2 separate regions of the Mus musculus genome follow, and region 2 is linked to region 1. The links are chromatin contacts, called in public promoter capture Hi-C maps. All regions are on one chromosome and are shown on one strand. The core of a region is the stretch at or near the end of the contact, and the rest is flanking DNA. Distances in the headings are between cores, read along the strand shown. Region 1 holds the start of Cemip (cell migration inducing protein, hyaluronan binding). Region 2 overlaps 2610206C17Rik (RIKEN cDNA 2610206C17 gene).

Region 1 (2,700 bases), core at 114-2,613:
AGGACCTAGACAGGGGCTTCCAAAGTCTCTGCCATAGACTGGCCCTAAAGCCTGCACTGAGATTCCTAAAGCTGGTGGGCACTGCCTAGAATGAAGACCCTCTCGCACAGCAGTGAGCATAGGACATTGGCAGGCAGGAAGAAATGTGTACTTGAGAACTCTCATTAACCAGAGGAGGGAGCTGAGCAATAAGTCTCAAAGAGGGACAGCATATAGAATTGCAACCAAAGCTGTCATCTTAGAATTAAAATGAAATGGAAAAAAAAATCCCCAGCACCTTTCACCCTTTTTGCCAGGGTCAGAGTGGATAGGTAGCTGGTGCTCAGGGCACCCAGTGTTGAGGAGATGCTAGATGCTCTGGGTGGGCTTACTTATTCCTATGGCAGAGGATAACTCACTGGTGGCACTGTCTTGTTTTGATCCTTGAGAACATTGTCCTGTCCAGGCACAGACTACATGCAGGATAGCAAACACTTACTATGACTTAGTACCCACAAAATCTCACTGAAATCCTCTCTCCAGGCTCATGGGAGCCCAATGGTGAAGTCCCTTGTTTATGGTCAAGTAACTGGCATGTGCAGAAAACTGACACATGTGAAGAAGTAACTCTACTATCCGTGTGTGTGTGTGTGTGTATGTGTGTGTCCCCTAAGACAGAGGTCAAGCTGCTTGGAGTGTTATTTGTTTTTGAGACCGGGTATCTCTATTTTACCCGGACTGGCCAGCAAGCCCCAACAAGCCACCTGTCTCCACCTCCCCAGCTCTGGAATTACAAATTAGGGCTATTGCCCACCCAAGGCATTTTTATGAGGATTCTGGGAACTGAACTCTGTTTTTTCAAACCTGTAAACATCTTAGCGGTCATCTCCCTAGCTTTCAAAACAAGATCTTCTCTAAGAGACCTCTAGACCTAGGCGATCCTGGATTCTGTTGCTATGTTGGCTTACAAAAAGTGTTACGGGTTTGAAATCTAACAGCCTGAACGTAGAGTGGTGGCGACTCTGTCAAAATCTCTTTTTTCTGGCTGACTGTCCCTTGGGGAGGCCACTGGATACAAGCTGCGCTTCCATCACTAAGCCCTCGGAGGTCCGCAGCTTTCGTCCTAGGCTCCAGCGCCCTCACCTGGTGGCCACGGCTTGTCCCGGCGGCGGCTCTCGGGCTCAGGTCTGCGGCTCCCGGAGCGGCCGCCAGAGCCCGCCCGGGTCCAGCCCCGCAGGCCGCCCACCGCGGTGAGTGGGAGGACGCTGCCCAGAGACAGGGGTGGGACAGGGGGGACGGGATGAGTGCGGGCGCCGGGGGCTCTGGTGGGGAGGAGTCAGGCCCGGAAGGCGACTATAAAAAGCGTCGGCTCGGGCTGGCAGCTCCGAGCTAGCTACTAAGCCAGTGAGCGCGCGGAGTCGAGCGAGGAGCGCCTTCTGCGCTGAGTGGCAGTGGTCTGGTGCTGCTGGAGCACTGTGCCGAGTGAGGTCGGAATCTGCACCCCACTTTCCGCCAGCTCCCGTCCCACTTGCTTACGCTCAGGAGCTCAACGCGTGGGATCAGATACTAGACTACGGGATGCTGCACTCCAGATCCCCGAGGCGTGGCAGGGTCTCGGTCATCAACCTGAGGTAAGAGGACCGGAGCTAGGGCGCGAGGGCTGCTTGGGTTAAGCTATGGGGAGGAGAGGAGAGACCGGATCCCACATTCTCCCCTCTGTTAGGTAGAACGTTGCCCTCCATCAGTCTGATTGTCCAGCCTATTATTCTATGCTGTCTACCACTGTCTGTCTGTCTGTCTGTCTGTCTGTCTGCCTGCCTGCCTATCCATGAATATATTGGTGGGCACACGCCTCCGCCACGGTCCTTCGTCTCTGAAATCTTTACAAATGTCAGGTGTTGGGGACACCATCGTCCAGGAATGTATTCGACGGGAGGTGGATTTCTGTTTTGCTTAGTTTGTGCCCCTGTGAATGGCACCAGATGTTCACACAAACAACAGTGTCTAATCGAAGAGAGATGGCCCCTAGGCAGGTCTCGCAAGGAGCCCGGTGCAGGGAACGCGCTTACCGTGTGGCTAATGGTGAGCTTCGCAAGACTGTACCTTGTCGCTACCACGTAGGCAAGGTCTCCTGGGTTCCCTAACCTGCCTCTGCCCTCCCAGTGATACGCTGGCACCGGGCTGGAGGAGATGATCTGATGTTAGACGACCTCGGTGGCCTCTGCTGTTATTTAAACAAACACTAAGCCTGGCAGCGCTGCAGGGACATTTGGTGGCCCCTGGCAACAGACAGCATCTGCAAGAAGGGTCTCGCTAGATTGACAGAAAAACCAAGGTCTCCATAAGGCACAAGACTGAGTTGTCCACGGTTCTCAAGCTCTCCGCTCTGGTTCGGTGACATCTCGGAATGAACCCCAGAGAATCCTTGTGCTCTTGACCGAGCGTTGTGCCGGTGTTCCCCAAGACTGGACACTCTACCCGCCCCAGGTCTGAGGTTCTCAGTCCTGCTCCGAGCAGCCAACTCTGCCCACAGGTAAGACCTTCTCTTTAAAACCAAGCTTTTGATGTGAGAGCCACGGCTTGGCTGAAGCCTGTCCAGGAGACCGTGAGCCAGGGAGTCATTTCCATCTCCGCGGTCTGGAGAGGGACCCTAAGGCGCGCCCGCGGGCGGGGAATAGGCTGCTCCGCGTGCCCAGGCTCGGCGCCACCATGGACAGCTCC
Region 2 (2,700 bases), core at 153-2,652, 660 kb before region 1:
GAAGGAGCAAGAGCAAGAGCTAGACTCCCTTCTTCCAATGTCCTTATATTGTCTCCAGCAGAAGGTGGAGCCCAGATTAAAGGTGTGTTCCACCACACCTTTAATCCCAGATGAAAGGCGTAGCCCAGATTAAGGGTGTGTTCCTTAAACTCGGAGATTCAATCTTCTGGAATCCATAGCCACTATGGCTCAAGATCTTCAAACCAAGATCCAGATAAGGATCTCCAAGCCTCCAGATAAGGGTCACTGGTGAGCCTTCCAATTCCGGATTGTAGTTCATTCCAAATATTGTCAAGTTGACAACCAGGAATAGCCACTACACCATGCTTAGAGAGCAAAGTTTCACAGCACAGAGTTTTAATTTTAGCTTTTAAGCAAAAATAACTCTTTAGAGCTAGATAGCTCAGGTTTTCTTTTGTACAGGAAGAGGATAGAAAGTGAGTTTAGGGAGAGAGAAGGGAAGGTGTCAGAATAAATTGTGGTTCATCATCTCAAATTAGTTGCATATAGACTAATCCAGAAAAGGAAAAAAGAAAGAAAGAAAGAAAGAAAGAAAGAAAGAAAGAAAGAAAGAAAGAAAGAAAGAAAGGAGGAAGGGAGAAAGAAAGAGAGAGAAAAGAAAGACAGAAAGAAAGAACGAGAGAGAGAGAAAGAGAGAAAGAAAGAAAGAAAGAGAAAGAAAGGAGGAAGGGAGAAAGAAAGAGAGAGAAAAGAAAGACAGAAAGAAAGAACGAGAGAGAGAGAAAGAGAGAGAGAAAGAAAGAAAGAAAGGGAAAGAGAGAGAAAGAAAGAAAGAAAGAGAAAGGAAGAGAGAAAGAAAGAGATAAGAAAGAAAAAGAAAGACAGAAAGAACGAGAGAGAGAACGAGAGAAAGAGAGAGAGAAAGAAAGAAAGAAAGAAAGAAAGAAAGAAAGAAAGAAAGAAGGAAGGAAGGAAGGAAGGAAGGAAAGAAAGAAAGAAAGAAAGAAAGAAAGAAAGAAAGAAAGAAAGAAAGAAAGAAAGAAAGAAAGAAAGAAAGAAAGAAAGAAAGAAAGAAAGAAAGAAAGAAAGAAAGAAAGAAAGAAAGAAAGAAAGAAAGAAAGAAACTGTCCAGGGCCAGCCTAACAGCTCTTCCTCTTCACGGGTGCCATCTCGTGTTCTCAAGTGGAAGTGCATTAGAAGAGCGCAACCTTTTCAGATCAGGGTCCTTTTCAGTAAGAATTCCTGAACGCCGGACTGGGAAATGCTTCAGGTCAACACCAAATGCTTGGTCGGGAACAAAAATCCAGAGAAGACAACTCTTCTCTGGAAACACCTGCAGGCCAGTGAGGGCTGTGTCTGCAACAAACGTCCTCCGTCACAAAGAGCTCTTTCACTGGAATTTGGGGAGGGACGGTACAGCCCTTGAATTACTCCCTCTAGTGAAGGAGACAGGAAAATGCCTGAAAATCCTATCCGCGTGTGCCAAGTTAGCTGATAGCCAGGAACACCTTGGGCGAGTTGGAAAGCTTCTCGGAGGAGATTACAGGGAGCTGACGCTTCAGCTTGTGTAGGAGTTTGCCAGGCTGGAAGCGGGCATGGATAAATGATCCAGGCATACGGATGAGGGAGGAAAGCAAACAGAATCTGGGGGGAAAAAAAAACGCCCTGTTTCAAATTGAGTAGAATGTAATCAACAAGCAGGCAGAAAGGGAGCGGGTGGAAGACTGGCAGGACAGGTCACTGAGGGTCATTCAAAGGCTCAGTAAACCCCAGCCTGTGAGCCCTGGGGCTTGAGGCAAGGCAAGTCTATTCTTTAGAAAGAGCCGCCTGGACTCGCTCAGCTCACCTCTGGCATATTTCCAAGCTCATTTGTTTCTGTTTCCTTAATAAACTATCCTTTTTCCTACTGGGAAAAAAAAAAGTGGAAAGACGGGAATGGGAGACAGAGAGGATGGGAGTGGGGAAGAGTGAGAGAGGGAGGGAGAATGGGAAATGAACATGAAAAGAATCTGTCTGCCCGCAGTAACCAGTGGTCCGTGAATGGGGAACCTCAGAAGTAAGTAGGTGAGAGACACAATGGCTCTGGTAAGAAACACTAGAGAGACATGTTAAATGCCAGATAGCCAAGGATCCTGCGGCTTGAGATGCATTCTTTCCAGGGAGCCAAGGCAGTAGGGCCGGAACATTGGCAAGGTGTGGGCTGGAGGTAGGGAGTCATGAATCTTTTTATGGCCCTGCAGTCTTGGAAGAGGTTGAACTCAGTCCTGAAGGGTGGGGGTAAAAGATAGTAAGTAGATGGGCATTGGACAGTCCTAACCCAAATCCTAGATTTTGACTTTAAGCTTCTAACAGTGGACCCTGCAATACCATGAAGAAGTGCCAAGGACTTCTTATAAAAGCCAGGTGCAGATATAACCCAAGCTTGTAAGGGTACTAAGACATTCCACTAAACCCTAGAGGGTCCCCACGCAACTTGTTTTGTCATGCCTGTGAATGAGCCAGTGTATAAAAAGCTGAATAGTAGTTTTCTTTTCCCGTGTTCTACTCCACATCTGAACATCTTGATATCTTCCCTTAGAGGCCTGGAACTTTCTGGATGCCAAAGCAAAAGAGAGTTCCCTGTTTGAGCACACACCAGGATGACACTAGGAACCAGTCAAATAATAAGTGGATAATCATCAAAAGCAATTTTGTCATTATGGGAAGTTTTCAGGGTTTTTGGTTTTTGACAGATTATCA

What was found. Promoter capture Hi-C pulls out the DNA fragments that hold promoters and counts their contacts.
Region 2: a contact with region 1 is called in a promoter capture Hi-C map of trophoblast stem cells, with 5 times the contacts expected there. The contact joins the enhancer-like site here to the promoter of Cemip in region 1. A contact is called at or near these places in 6 of 39 promoter capture datasets (the 3T3-L1 cell line, embryonic stem cells, liver and 1 more).

What each region holds. Positions count from the first base shown.
Region 1 is chr7:84,085,168-84,087,867 of GRCm38.p6, reverse strand. It overlaps Cemip (cell migration inducing protein, hyaluronan binding), which reads left to right and starts at 1,363. Exons shown (of 29, transcript NM_030728.4): 1 at 1,363-1,610.
Region 2 is chr7:84,748,668-84,751,367 of GRCm38.p6, reverse strand. The region is part of intron 2 of 2610206C17Rik (RIKEN cDNA 2610206C17 gene); the gene reads right to left. Among named protein-coding and RNA genes, the nearest start is that of Zfand6, 60 kb to the right of the region's middle. Within about 2 kb of position 1,402, at least 107 of the 459 cell types and tissues checked have an H3K27ac peak or open chromatin away from gene starts, as enhancers often do. A contact at or near this core is called in liver and trophoblast stem cells, where this site is marked.